Regions from separate parts of the Mus musculus genome. Here all the other regions are linked to region 4. Evidence: chromatin contacts called from public HiChIP or PLAC-seq and promoter capture Hi-C data. All regions are on one chromosome and are shown on one strand. Each heading gives the region's core, a stretch centred on a gene start, on an enhancer-like site or on the middle of the called end of the contact. The rest is flanking DNA. Distances are from core to core; before and after follow the strand shown. Region 1 has its middle 8.4 kb from the start of Ier3. Region 2 holds the start of 4833427F10Rik (RIKEN cDNA 4833427F10 gene). Region 3 holds the start of Trim39 (tripartite motif-containing 39). Region 4 holds the start of H2-T24 (histocompatibility 2, T region locus 24). Region 5 holds the start of Tubb5 (tubulin, beta 5 class I).

What was found. HiChIP or PLAC-seq counts read pairs in DNA pulled down with a chosen protein or histone mark. Capture Hi-C pulls out chosen DNA fragments and counts their contacts.
Region 1: a FOXA1 HiChIP or PLAC-seq map of pancreatic cancer cells shows a contact between it and region 4. The contact joins the enhancer-like site here to the promoter of H2-T24 in region 4. A contact is called at or near these places in 2 of 39 promoter capture datasets (hematopoietic stem and progenitor cells and pre-B cells), 1 of 484 Hi-C or Micro-C datasets (pre-B cells), 3 of 115 datasets of contacts at active chromatin or transcription factors (large pre-B cells, microglia and pancreatic cancer cells) and 3 of 9 other capture datasets (adipose tissue, liver and pancreatic islet).
Region 2: a contact with region 4 is called in an HNF4G HiChIP or PLAC-seq map of pancreatic cancer cells. The contact joins the promoter of 4833427F10Rik here to the promoter of H2-T24 in region 4. A contact is called at or near these places in 1 of 39 promoter capture datasets (the HPC-7 cell line), 1 of 115 datasets of contacts at active chromatin or transcription factors (pancreatic cancer cells) and 1 of 9 other capture datasets (adipose tissue).
Region 3: a contact with region 4 is called in a FOXA1 HiChIP or PLAC-seq map of pancreatic cancer cells. The contact joins the promoter of Trim39 here to the promoter of H2-T24 in region 4. A contact is called at or near these places in 3 of 39 promoter capture datasets (the C10 cell line, embryonic stem cells and maxillary cranial neural crest), 2 of 115 datasets of contacts at active chromatin or transcription factors (T-cell acute lymphoblastic leukemia and pancreatic cancer cells) and 1 of 9 other capture datasets (adipose tissue).
Region 5: a promoter capture Hi-C map of adipose tissue shows a contact between it and region 4. The contact joins the promoter of Tubb5 here to the promoter of H2-T24 in region 4. A contact is called at or near these places in 3 of 39 promoter capture datasets (the C10 cell line, hematopoietic stem and progenitor cells and pre-B cells), 1 of 15 datasets of contacts at CTCF or cohesin (CD8 T cells), 1 of 484 Hi-C or Micro-C datasets (pre-B cells), 3 of 115 datasets of contacts at active chromatin or transcription factors (the 230-238 cell line, large pre-B cells and pancreatic cancer cells) and 3 of 9 other capture datasets (adipose tissue, liver and macrophages).

Annotation. Positions count from the first base shown.
Region 1 is chr17:35,811,918-35,814,617 of GRCm38.p6, reverse strand. No RefSeq gene overlaps it. Among named protein-coding and RNA genes, the nearest start is that of Ier3, 8.4 kb to the left of the region's middle. Within about 2 kb of position 1,252, at least 276 of the 459 cell types and tissues checked have an H3K27ac peak or open chromatin away from gene starts, as enhancers often do. A contact at or near this core is called in adipose tissue, hematopoietic stem and progenitor cells, liver and 3 more, where this site is marked.
Region 2 is chr17:35,771,143-35,773,842 of GRCm38.p6, reverse strand. It overlaps 4833427F10Rik (RIKEN cDNA 4833427F10 gene), which reads right to left and starts at 1,393. Exons shown (of 3, transcript NR_045459.1): 1 at 932-1,393. It overlaps Gm32409 (a long non-coding RNA gene), which reads left to right. Exons shown (of 4, transcript XR_876780.2): 4 at 1-19.
Region 3 is chr17:36,270,083-36,272,815 of GRCm38.p6, reverse strand. It overlaps Trim39 (tripartite motif-containing 39), which reads left to right and starts at 1,383. Exons shown (of 7, transcript NM_178281.1): 1 at 1,383-1,479.
Region 4 is chr17:36,019,305-36,022,004 of GRCm38.p6, reverse strand. H2-T24 (histocompatibility 2, T region locus 24) reads left to right here and starts at 1,445. Exons shown (of 6, transcript NM_008207.3): 1 at 1,445-1,545. The coding sequence starts at 1,494. All of the region lies in intron 1 of A930015D03Rik (RIKEN cDNA A930015D03 gene), which reads right to left.
Region 5 is chr17:35,836,898-35,839,597 of GRCm38.p6, reverse strand. It overlaps Tubb5 (tubulin, beta 5 class I), which reads left to right and starts at 1,297. Exons shown (of 4, transcript NM_011655.5): 1 at 1,297-1,601. The coding sequence starts at 1,545.

The sequences.
Region 1 (2,700 bases), core at 3-2,502, 210 kb after region 4:
GACTTGTTCATCTTGTAGGACGCTGTTTCCAATTTTCCAAGGTCTAGAACTTTTTTCATTTTTCTTTCTTTCTTTTTTTTTTTTTTTTTTTTTTTTTTTTGGTTTTTTGAGACAGGGTTTTTCTGTGTATCTGTGTAGCCCTGGCTGTCCTGGAACTCACTTTGTAGTCCAGGCTGGCCTCGAACTCAGAAATCCGCCTGCCTCTGCCTCCCAAGTGTTAGGATTAAAGGCACTGCCTGTTTTTTGTTTGTTTGTTTGTTTGTTTGTTTTAGATAATGTCTCTGGCTGTTGAGATGGCTCTTGTGGCAAAGATGCCTGCCATCAAGCCTAAAGAGCCTAAAATACCTTAAGCTCTATGCCCAGGATCCACACAGCAGGAGGAGAAGGCCAACTCCCACAAGCTGTCCTCTGATTTCCATTCACAGACTGTGGCATGAATGCCTACACACACACACACACACACACACACACACACACACACACACAGAGACAGAGAGACAGAGAGTGAGACAGAGAGACCTCTGTCTCTAGAGAGAGAGGCAGACTCATGAAACTCACCATGGCCTTGAACTCTCTAAGTAGCTGAGAAGGACCTTGAACTGCTGGGATTAGTCGCAATTTACTGGGTACTAGACACTGAACACAGGGCCTCTGTGTGCTAGGCAAGCACTCTACCTTGATCATATGGGAGTCGGCCTGCAGCTCCAGTCATTACTTCAGTGTTAGCAACTGGAGGGTATGACTGAACCGAGGACTTCCTGTATGCTAGACGAGCACTCTACCAACTGAACCACTGCCCACCCCACCCTTTTTACACAAGATCAAATCGGGGGAAAGGTAGAGTGGGTAAAGGTGTCTCTTTGTCATGCCTTTTGTGGTACCCTGTATTTACCGATGACTGATCTATACAGTTGAAGGCCTTAGATTACAGGCCCTCCGTTGGACTTGCACTTCTGAAGCCCCATGATTCAGAAGCGGGTTTTTTTATAGGTCCCCGAAAGTCTGCTGTGCCTCCCTCCCCCTCGAGAGCAGTACCACAGGGCCTTTTCTTTAAAGGTTGGGAGGGAATGTCCCCTCCCAGAGAAGCCTCTCAGCTAGAATGCTCAAGTTGAGGGCTGGCCAGATGCCATTAGGGATCGCGTGTTAGGACTGGCTTGATCTGCTGCCAAGGGTGAGCCCTGCGGTGGTATTCTGGGAAGAGGAGATGCCATGTGACTCAGAACCAAGTTAGGGAAAAAACAACCTCACTCAGTCCCTGGCACTCTGCCTCCCCAGTATGGCTTTGACATGACCTCATGAAAGAGGAAGCTGGACCGGGCAGACTAGAGCTTTGCTTTCCCTTCAGGTTTTGTCTCCACTGTCTCATAGATTCCCTAGAGTGTCTGGGCCTTAAGCTGCCGTCATTCTGGCTCCTAAGTAGTTCTGGCCCACTGCAGACATTCCCCCCGCATCAGACAATCAAGGAGTTAGAAATCCCACTCAGCACCGAAGGGAATGTGAGATGACACGTGTTTCTTCTCACCACTGAGCTCCTTCCCTGAATGGCTCTCATTTGGAGTTGCTCCTGTCTGCTGGAGATCGAGGATAGATCAAGTGCTACTGCCCCCCAGAATGTAGGAGTGGTTGTATAGCTACATTCCCCAGTTCAGAAAGCAGGGACTCCCACATTCCTGGGCAGCTGAGCCACCTTTGGAGCTGCTGCATCTCAGCTGAGACCAACCTATCTAATGCATTTGGTATTCAGAACCAAGGACTTTCAGGAAATGAGGGCGGTGCTGGGTCACAAAGAACCTTCCAAAAGCCAGGTGCCCCTGGTGCTAAAGTCTGGCACTTGGGACTTTCACCGGCACGGCCTGGGTTCAGTTCTTGAACTGATGAGGTGAGGTGAGGATGAAGATGTGGCTTAGTGGCTGGAGGGCTTGCTGAGTATGCTTGAGGCCTGAGGTCTGATCCCTCACAGCGGAAAAATAGACACTGTGGTGCAAACCTATAATCTCAGCCCTCTGGATGTGGAAGAGGATAAGGAGCATTAAGGCATTGAGGTTTGCTCTTTTGTTTGTACTGTCATGCTAAACGCTGGCCCCAAGGCCTGGTTGACCCTCAGGAACGTGAGGATCTCCAAGTAGACCCAAGTGATGCTGTGACCTTGCCCCCCAAGTTATCCCTGATGGGTGAATAAAGATGCCTACAGCTATAACCGTGCAAAGTCAAAGTAGGCAGGGCCTGGGGTTCCCCGGGCTGACCAAGCCAGTTCAGTCAGTCAACATGGTCTTGAGGGAGTGAGTGAGGATTAAAGACCAAAAAGGCAACACTAGAACATGACTCCAGCCAGGGCTGAAGGTGAAGTGGGTTTATTCTTTTCCAGACTGCTTTTATATCATTCTAGGTACATACAAAGCATATGGTCAGTCCTAAGGCATAAACAAAGGAGCCAGGGAACAAACAAGGCAGAAGAATGCATTAGATCCTCTGGAGTTACGGATGGTTATGAGCTATCATGTGGGTGCCCGGCCCTCCGGTAGGGCAACAAGAGCTCTTAATTGCTGAGTCATCTTTCTAGCCCTGATTTATTATTTTTAAATGTTTTTTTTCTGTGTATGAATGTTTTGCCTATAGACATGTAAGTGTACCTTGCACACACACACACACACACACACACATACACACACACACACACACACACACACAAACACACACACA
Region 2 (2,700 bases), core at 144-2,643, 250 kb after region 4:
TCTAGTCTCAAAAATAAATAAATAGAGATATTTGCATTTTTCATTGATTTGTAAGGAAGGATCCTTTCTTCCTTTGTTTCTTCCTTTTTTTTTTTTTTTTTTTTTTTTTTTTTTTGAGACAGGGTTTCTCTGTATAGCCCTGGCTGTCCTGGAACTCACTTTGTAGACCAGGCTGGCCTCAAACTCAGAAATCCGCCTGCCTCTGCCTCCCAAGTGCTGGGATTAAAGGCATGTGCCACCACACCCGGCTGTTTCTTCCTTTTTGTTTCCTTCTTTGTTTCTTTGTTTCTTTCTTCCTTTCTTAATTAATGTCTGTGAGTGTTTTGCCTGTGGGTATGTACCGGCATCACATGCATACATACAGTACCCACAGAGCCCCGAAGAGGGCTGGCCTTATCTATGGTTGTGAGCCTCCTAGAACTCACTGTGTAGCCCAGGCTGGACCCAAACTTGTAATGATCCTCTTGCCTCTGTCTCCTGAATGCTGGAATTGCAGGTGTGAGGTACCTTTTAAGGATCATCTCTAAGCTGATCTCTAACACAGAGCAAACTTTCCATCTCTGTCTTTTCTTACACTGTCTCCCCAATTGCTCAGGATTACACATGTGAACTATGTTCAGTAAATAAAGGAGTATTGAAGACTCAGTCAAGTAAAACAGCTGTGTGGGTCAGGCACCTTGAAAATGTCACAGATGGCTCAAATCCAGTTTTTTCTTTTTCTGGAGATAAGGTCTCGTGTAGCCCAGGCTGGCCTCAAACTCCTAATGTATCTGAAGATGACTTTGAACTAATGATTCTCCTGCCTGTACCTCCCAGGTGCTGGCATTACAGATGTGTACCACTATGCCTGTCTTAGGGTTTTACTTCTGTGAACAGACACCGTGACCAAGGCAACTTTTATAAGGACAACATTAAATTGGGGCTGACTTACAGTTTCAGAGGCTCAGATCATTTTCATCAAGGTGGGAACATGGCAGCATCCAGGCAGGCATGGTGCAGGAGGAACTGAGAGGTCTACATCTTCATCTGAAGGCTGCTAGCAGAATACTTACTTCCAGGCAGCTAGGATAAGGGTCTTAAAGCCCCTGCCCACAGTGATACACATGCTCTAACAAGTTCCCACCTACTTTCACAGGGCCACACATTCTGATAGTGCCACTCCCAGAGCCAAGCACATACAAACCACCACAATGCCTGGTTTTTTGTGGTACTGGGAACTGAACCCAGGGCTTCTTCCATTCTAATTGATTACACTATCCACTAAGTTCCAACCTTAGTCCCCATTCATTTTGATTAAAAGCTCTTTTGTACATTGAAGTTTCTGATTCTTTGTTATGTTACCAAAAACCCCTTGCCATGAGACTGACTCTCATGGCAAACTCTGTCTCCTGTCTCTTGATGTCTATCAGGGCAGAGATTCCCTCTTGGTGAGCAACAAAACTGTCCTTTCTGACTCCTCCCCACGTCCCAGCCTGTGAGACGAAGCTTCCTTGTATGGCGTCCTGTTGCTGGAAGGGTCTCCTAGATGTCTGACCAGAGCTCGATGTTCTATATAGTCTGCCATAAATCCCCGTGTCTGACAGGCCTTGATTTGCTGCCATGGCATTCAAGGTATGCAAACAGCTTGGAGTGTTCTGCCAGGCTCGAGCGGAGGCCTTGGGTAAGCTTCTGCCTGTGGCACGGTGTGTGCCCGTTTTTGGACACAGCTTCTCATACTGTGTCACTGAGAAGAGTGAAGCCAGGTCACATCAACTATAGCTGCAAAAATTCTGAGCAGCTGGGCCTGCTGGGATACACCTGTAATTTCAGTGCTGGGGATGCGGAGGCAGGAGGATAGCTCTAGAGCTGTGTGTGTGTGCGCTTGTGTGTGTGTGTGTTTGGGCTTGTGTGTGTTCAGGGGTGTATGTGTGTGTTTCCAGGATCAAGCAGGGAAGATGGAGGACAACGTGTGGGAGTTGGTTCTTGCCTCTCACTGTGTGGGCACGGAGGACTGAACTGAAGTCATCCGACTTGGTGCCAAGGGCCTCCACCTGATGAGTCATGGAGCCAGGGGAAAAGAAGTGTTTCATGAATTCTGACTCTTATAATGAGGGCAAGGAACAACCTTAGAAGAAAAAAATAAGTGTTGCTTAGGAAAATGAAAAGCAGGTAAGTGCCTTTAATCCAGCACTCAGGTGGCAGGGCGGGAGGGTCTCTGTAAGCTTCAGGCCAGCCTGATCTACATTGTAAGCAAGTTTCAGGCCACTTGGGGCTACGTAGAGATCCTGTCTTTTAAAACCAAACCAAACAAACATCTCTGCTTCTTAAAAATGTCCTCCTGCTACATTGCCGGGGGCCGATGTTTGATTTTTAGAGAGTATTTGCTTACACTCCAGGGAAGTTAGGCAAAGCTGGGAGTTCACAGCGGCTAAGCTGACTGCAGGCCTTCAGAGCGCTCGCTCCTACAGGAGTTTTATCAACCCAATTCGGCAGAGGATGCTGGAATTTACCTAAAGTCACAGAGTGAGACAGGGTCTTTCTCTGAGACCTGAGGCACACAGATTAGATGAGGCTGCCTGATCAGCAAGCCAAGGGGCCTTCTGTCTCTATGTTTCCAGCACTGGGTTTAAAGTTCATGTTGCTCACCCTGGATGTTTATGTGGGTGCTGAGGATTGAACTGTGGTCCCTGTGTGTGTGTGTGTGGCAAGCACTTTACTGGG
Region 3 (2,733 bases), core at 134-2,633, 250 kb before region 4:
ACAAGGAGGCCAATGTGCAAGTCTGGAGTCTATCCATAAGCTCCATCTGCTCTCCCAGAGAAACTTAAGCAAGGTCTTCAAAGAGAAAGAAGCAGGCTTTGGTTCCCACCCAGTGTTTCCTGAGCACAGGATTTGGTCCTCCTGGCATCCTAGATGCAGGGGCAGCAAAGCACCGAACTAGACCGGTTTTCTACACTCCAGCTCCAGCCAGGGAAAGCGTTTCGCTAATGTCAGCTGTGGTGGCTACTCCTGGTGGTCAACTTGACTATCTGGAAGGAATTACAACCCAGAATTGGAGGGCTCACCTGTGATCCAGATCTTGAGGCTGGAAGACACAAGTTTCTGACCTGGATCTTGACATGGAGATCTTGAGGTACAGTGGCCATTAAGTTTAGGACCAGGCAAGGCAGTACACGACTTCAATCCCAGACTGGGGCAAGGAGTTCTCTGAGTTCAAAGTCAGCCCGGGAGAAAGCAAGTCCCAAATCCAAACAAGGTGGTGCACACCTTAATCTGGGCCACGCCTTCTGCTGGAAGTCTACATAAGGACATAGGAAGAAGGAAGATTCTCTTCTTCACGGGCTTGCACTTACTTGCCAGCACATCTGTCGGAACCTACTTCTACAGAAGACCAGCTGAAAGAACTAGCCACGTGGGACTGCGCAACTACTAGATTCTTGGACTTCCCATCCACAGCTGCCCATTGTTGGGTTAGCCTGTAAGTCATCACGATTAATTATAGAGAGAGAAACATTCACTAGGTTCTGTAGCTCTAGAGAACCCCTGGCTAATACATCACCCAACCGGAGGAGGGGAAAAGACGCACCTCGGTCTGCAGCCAAGATAACTCACCTACTACAGCTTGCCGGTTAAATTGCCAAACCTCAGCCAGTCGGAAGTGACGTGCCAGCATAGACTCTCAGGTCGGCCACGTAATACACCGCCGCCTTAAACAGCAACCCTCCCCCAGAATTGACCCGGAGACCGGGAAAGTGTGGCCCAACGCCCACAACCCGTAGCCGCCCAGGCCTCTGCGGTTCCCAGCCCCACCGAGGACCAGCTTGAGCCTCTGCGGGCTCGCTGACCGCGCAGCTCTGCCAGCCCAGCCACGGCGCGCTGCCCGCCATGGGGTTCGGCGTCTCGCCACGCGCATGCGCGGCCCTCAGTCTCCGGGGGACCGCTCTGGTCACCTGGGCGCCAGCACCTCAGCCACGGGAAGCGGCGGGTTCCCTCTCGCCCGGTAAACTAGCCGCGCAGGCCCTCGCCTCCGGCTCTCCGCCCGCCACCCGCCGCGGGCCCGACTAGGCCCTGGCACGGCGGCTCGGCGCCGCGCAGCTGTCTTCCATCGCCGCAGCGCGGCTTCCGCTTCCGGCGAGTATTGTGTGTCGCGCCGCGGGGCGGGGGTGAGGGGAGGAGGAAGGAGGGAGGCAGTGCTCCGGCGGCTCCGCGCCCGGCACTCCGGGACCCGGAGCCGGGAAGGTAGGTGCTGCGCCGCCGCCACAAGGGTCCCGCAGCCGGCTCCAGCGAGCGGGCTCCTCTCGCCGCGGCCCTACGCCCGGCGAGTACGTCAGCCGGCCGGCGCGCAACCACAGCTGCCTCCGCCCGCCTCGGGCCCGGAGGACGTTTGCCGCCCCGGCGACGTCAGCGCGTCCGGCGTTGCTTGGCTACCCCGCCGTTCCCCTGTCCCGCTGCCTTTGGTCTCCCCGGGTGAAACTGACGCAGTCATCGCGGGTCTGGGCTGCGACATGGCAGCGGGCATCCCACCTTCACGTCACACCTCTCCCTCACTTAGACACGCATCCGTTCCTCCCTGCCAAGCACGACGTATGCTCCCTCACTCTGGTCCTCATGCTCCCGATATGGCTGGAGAAGATGGAGAACGGGTGGGACAGAGTTGTGGCCAGTGCTTGAAAGAGGCTCCTGAGGTGGTACCCAATAGTGATTAAAGGCAAAACGTGGACGTCTCTGACGCGATTACTTACACTGAGATCGAGTAATGGAGAGTGGGAGGAAGGATCAAGCCAGAGGAGCACAAGGCCATATTATGGCTGCCCTCTACACCACCACCACACCACCCCCAGCTCCAAATCCTCTCCGTTCTTCACTATCCTTGAGCCCGTTTCTCTCTCATACCATCTATTTGCTAATTAGATACATGCAGGTCTCTCAAGTGTGAATATGGTTCAGTTTTAGGTGAGGATGCCACTTATCTGTAGGATTGAGGAGGAGGAGGCTAAGTCACTAGTCAAAACTGGATTCTAATGGGCAGAGAAGAAAGAAATCATCCAACTGTACTTATCTGGATCAATTCTTTTCTCCATTAAAAGAGGATAAGTTACCAACTCCTACTTAAAATCCTTCCATTTGTACCACCAGTATACAGAAATAATCATTGTTGCCCCAATTCATTACATGGGCACTTTTCTGTCGATGGGTAGACCTATCAAATTTCCTTCCTTTTTGGGGGGCCCCTTTTGGGACAGAAGGAAAGTAGGGGGTTATGGGACCAGATAAATTAGCTTACTTATGTATTGACATCTTAAGAATGGAGAGCTTTGGTTGTCTCTTTCCATACACTTATTCATTTATTGAGACCAATAACTATTTATTGGTTATATTTAATTTAGGCTGGCCTCGAGTTCCTGAGGCTCCTGCCTTTGCCTCCTCGGTACATGCGCTACCTACCTAGTATTAACCATACCTGGCTAATTTCCTTCCTAATCACTGACTATC
Region 4 (2,700 bases), core at 196-2,695:
CAGTCAGTGCTCTTAACTGCTGAGCCATCTCTCCAGCCCCTAATTAAACCTTTTAATAATTTTTTTTTTCTTAGCACACAAAGTAATGGATTTAGCTGCAGCAGCACTCCAATGCACAATTATCATTCCACTTGGTTCTCTTTTACCCCATCTTTCCATCTTCACCCTCCCTGGTTGTATGTGGGACAGCTTACAGAATAAGGGCACTGAGCACTCTTGCCAGGCCATTGGCTAGGCTGGTAGCTAGCAAGCCCCAGTGATTCCCTCTTCAACACCCCCAGCACTCAAGTCACTGATGTGGCCAGAGGTAGCTGTTTACAGGGGTGCTTGAGATTTGAACTCAGGTCCTCATGTTTGCACAGGGCACAAATTGCTCTTCCAGAGAACCAGACTCAATTTCCTGAATCCATATCTGGTGGCTGACAATCATCTCTGACTCCAACTCCATGGTAGCCAATGCCACATCCTTGGATGCCCACCCAAATGTGGCACACATTCACGCACACACTGTGGTAGTTTGAATATGCTTGGCCCAGGAAGTGGAACTATTAGGTGGTGTAGCCTTGTTGAAGGAAGTGTGTCACTGTGAGGGTGGGCTTTGAGACCCTTCCCCTGGCTGCCTGGAAGACAGTATTCTGGTGCCCATCACAAGATATAGAGCTCTCAGCTCTATCTCCAGCACCATGCCTGCTTTCATGCTGCCATGCTTCCTGCCTTGATAATAATGGACTGAACCTATGAACCTGTAAGCCAGCCCCAGTTAAATGTTATCCTTTGTAAGAGTTGCCTTGGTGTCTCTTCACAGAAATGGAAACCCTAAGACTAAGACACACACACACACACACACACACACACACACACACACACCAGTTAAAAATAAGATGAATCTTTTTTTCTAAAAGAAAATAACAGAAACTACCTAATGAGAAGGAAACAGAAAGCAACAGGCACACTACACTAGAACAGTGGATGCCTTGTCTGGAAGGCTCTTGATGCTTTAGGTAATTACACTGAAATGACTGCAGTTCCACAAAGATACAAGTTAGCTAACTACCCAGCAGTAGAAAAGTGCTACAGTTTCGGTTTCGACTTCCCAGCTTCATCACTTCCCCACCCCCACCCCGCAGGAAAGCGCTGAAGTCTGACAGACTGACAGTGGGGCGGGGCGCTGAAGTCTAACACTGTTAACTGCCCCAAAGCCCAAAGTAAACAAGCTGAAACTCCTGGAAAAGAGTCAGAAATGTCATACAGAGGGCTCACTCCCCCTAGGGGCACTAGCCTGCAAGCCAGCAGACCCATATCCAGAAAAGAAAGCCTTCATCCTAGTGGGAAGCTCTGCAGGAACCCCTAAAGCTTGAAACTGAACCAGCCTTATCTGTTAACAGGCTTCACCCCACCCCCACCCCCACCCTATTGGTTTCCGCAGGCAGTCGCGACTTCTCTAAAGTCTAGTTTCTCAGGACAGTGGAAGCTTAAAGCTTGATCCTGACACCATGTGGGCTCTTATCTTCTGGCTTCTGAGTCACCCCCAGGACGGCGGAGCCCGTAAGTAGGGTTGTGTGCTGGGTAAATTTAAGACCGGAAAACCTCCAACCTCGAACCTTGGGCCATTTTGCAGAAGACTAGGTTTCAGTTAGTAGCTCTGTCTTCAAACTTGCTATGTAGACCAGGCTGGCCTTGAACTCAAAGGAGTTGGGACTAAAGGCATGCACCGCCAAACCAGCCCTTTCCTTACATTCTAATGTGGTTTTGAGTATTTGCTTGTATGTGTGCATAACATGCCAGAGGTCAGAAGAGGGCATGAAGCTCCCTCCAGCTGGTGCTCAGAACTATACCACAGTCTTCTGGAAGAACAGTAAGTGCTCTTAACAGCTGGGCTGCCTTCCCTACTTCTGCGAACTACATGTTTACTTATAAAGTATACACTGTGCACACTGTTGTGTAAATTTATCCATATGCATGTTTGTGTGTGCTCATGTGTAGCCTGCAACCCATAGTATAGCCCAGATGTGGAGGTCAGAGGACAACCTAATTTGGATCAGGTCTCCTTCCACCATATGGGTGGCAGCAGGTGCCTTTACTAGCTGAGCAGTCTGTCTCCCTGGCATCATCATTTGTTAAAGTCCTGGTTCTTTCTGCCAGCCCCATGCTCCTGGACATAAGATTCAGGCTCAAATTATATTTACAAATACCTTGGCCATATAGCTAGGCTCTACTCTGACTAGATTATAACTAAAAAATACCCATTTATTTTAAGCTGCATTTTGCCACGTGGCTGATTACTTGTGCTCAGGTACCACGTGTCCATGTGTCTGTCTCCTCACCTTTTTCCAGGCTCCTCTCTCTCCCGGACTCCTCCTCTCCCAGAATTCTTTCTCCTCCCAATGTCCCACCTCTATTTCCTGCTTAAGCTGTAGGCTTTTAAATTGACAGGTAAGGCATCCACAATACACAAGATGATCTCTCTACAGTCATTATCATTATCATCATCATTAATAATAATTATTGTATTATAGGATTCTATTTATGTGACCCTCAAATTCATGATCCTCCTGCCTCACACATACATGTATAATTATGTATTTCTGCTAGCTGGTTATAATGGTTGATTTCGTGTGTCAATTTGACTAGAACACAATATTCAGTTGAAATGGAGCTGGATATGGCATCTCACACCCATGATCCTGTAATCATTTGGAA
Region 5 (2,700 bases), core at 48-2,547, 180 kb after region 4:
AGAGAACATTAAGGCCTCTAACTTGAGCCCATTCAATCAACTCCCTTCTTCCTGCTCAGTTCCAGCACATTGCCACAGACTCACCTAATGAATAAAATCATTTAACTGGAAAAACAAACAAATCCCCTTGCTTCAAGCAAGTGTCTGAGAGAGGGAGGCACTGTCTAAAGACTGACATTCTCTTAGTCTGTCCACCCTACAGCCTGTCCTGACAGGATGACCAGAATGTCTTCAGCGTCGTCTGAAAGGCCCAAATCCCACGCAGATTTTACATACACCTTCTGTCTTAGGCAGGATTTCCATTCCTGCACAACCAAGAAGCAAGTTGGGGAGGAAAGGGTTTATTCAGCTCACACTTCCACATTGCTATTCATCACTGAATGAAGTCAGGACTGGAACTCAAGCAGGTCAGAAAGCAGGAGCTGATGCAGAGGCCATGGAGGGATGTTCTTTACTGGTTTGCTCAGCTTGCTCTCTTATAGAACCAAGACTACCAGCCCAGAGATGGCCCCACCCACAATGGGCCCTTCCCCCTTGATCACTAATTGAGAAAATGCCTTACAGTTGGATCTCATGGAGGCATTTCCCCAACTGAAGCTCCTTTCTCGGTGATAACTCCAGTCTGTGTCAAGTTGACACATAAAACCAGCCAGTACACCTTCATTCTTTTGGGACATCAGCTCCATGCAGTTTTCACCACGATCTTTGCAATTTTGTTTCTCTTTTGAAAATCCTTGAGACAACTCCCTTGGAAACAGAAGGGTAATTCTTTCTTCTGGAGGGATGCGAGGGAGCTGTGCCTTACTGAAATTCCTGTCTTGGGATCACAAAGAACTAGATACTGTGTATCAGGGAAGGACAACATAGTTCTCAGGATTTTCCGCTGAGCTATGCAGTCTGGCTTTTCTAGACCTACTGCGGTGGGCAGCTGGCAGGGCGTGTCCAACACACCTTCCAACTCTGGCACCTCAGATCTCCTAATTACTACATTTCTCCAAACCTCTTTTAGTACAAAATCCTCTCTCAGAATAGAAAATAGGAATCTCGTGTGAGGACATTTTTCATGAAAAAATAAAATCACACACACACAAGATAACCCCAATTCCTCATACAGTACCCACCCATTCCTAACTTCTTTTTGCAGCGTGGACAACAATAGAGAACTACAACTCCCAAAAAAGACTGCGCTCGCCACTGGCTCAGAAACCAATGGCCGCCTGGCACGTGATCGGTTGGTCTAATCAGCGACTGGTTGGGTAGGCTTTGTCTAAGACCCGGGGCGCCCGCCTATCTCCCGCCCCCGGCCGCGCGAACGCGAGCCCCGCCCTGCGCGCCTTCCCTCCTGCGCTCGCCGGCCTCTTCTGCCTCTTAGAACCTTCCTGCGGTCGTGCTTGCATCTCGCTGCTGCAGCCTCCCGGGCTCCGGTCCATCCTTTCAGTCTGAGACCGGCCCAGAAGAAAAAAACCCCAAAAACCTTAATTTTCTTTCTTGTTCGGTACCTACATTGGAACCATCAAAAACAATTATTTCAGTAAACCGTAGCCATGAGGGAAATCGTGCACATCCAGGCCGGACAGTGTGGCAACCAGATCGGTGCTAAGGTAAGGACTTTAAAATTTTAGCTGAAATATGTAAAGATGAGAATTCTGTGTTAATTGTGAGCATTGTTCACGGAGTTCTTGCATTCTCCACCCGTCAGATTTGGCCCCTCAAAGTTTTTCACGTATAAATATAACCCATATTTGTAGCTAGCGTTCTGATATTGAAAAATGAGGAAATGTTTTTCTTGGCACATTTTCGGAAAGCTAATAAAAGAGCCTTTCGAGTTTAGGGAAAAGGAGAGGCTGAGGGACTGTGAAGAGCTGGTCTTAAAAGGGGTTTTCTAACGGTTCGAGGACTGGAGGGATGCGGAAACGATCCGAGACAAAGCCGAGGCGAGGTTTTCCCCTTGCGCCACCCCCACCCAGCCTGGAGGGCTCTACTGGAACAGAATGGAGGGGGGAAGGGGCGAGGTTTGGCGGGCAGCTGCAGAGGTGCCCGGTGCGCATTACCTCTCAACAAAGGCTTGGACACTCCATCGAACCCGCCATCCCAATGCTTTTTTTAGGTAATGACTCTGTATAGGGGCCTACTTTTACTTTTCATTGCCCTTTAGGGTGTGAGCGGTATGAAAGTGAGCTTTTCAAATATGTGAGACTGTCTGGGAGACTAAGGAGAGGGAAGGAAGGGAATAAAGATAGGCAATGGGGCTTTTTAAAGATTTTTCCCCCTTTTTTGCTAGCAATTAACAATGTAGCGGGGGAGGGGAGGGAGGAAGTGCGGCCGCTAAATTGTAGCCGAAGGGTGGGACCCTTTGGGGGCGGGGTTGGAGCCCCTGGCGCGCAGGGACAATGCGGCCCCTACCCGCGGGGGCGCACTGGCCCCGCCCCTCGAGCTAGGCCCCGCCCGCGCTGCTCCCGCCTTTGTGGTTTGCTGGAGGAGCGGCCCGCCACCGCAGTCACGTGGAGCACGTAAGGGGTGGGCGACTGCAGTGGCCGCACCTTTCTCCCCCAACTCTTTTGTGCTGGCCTGGAAGGGCGGTTCCTGGCTTCAGGAGCCAACCTGGGTGCAAAGCCAAATAGGTGGGCTCCAATCCGCCCACATAGAGGTTTATAGCGCCTGACCCACCCATCACCGGTCCTATGCCGAAAGGTTTTAGCC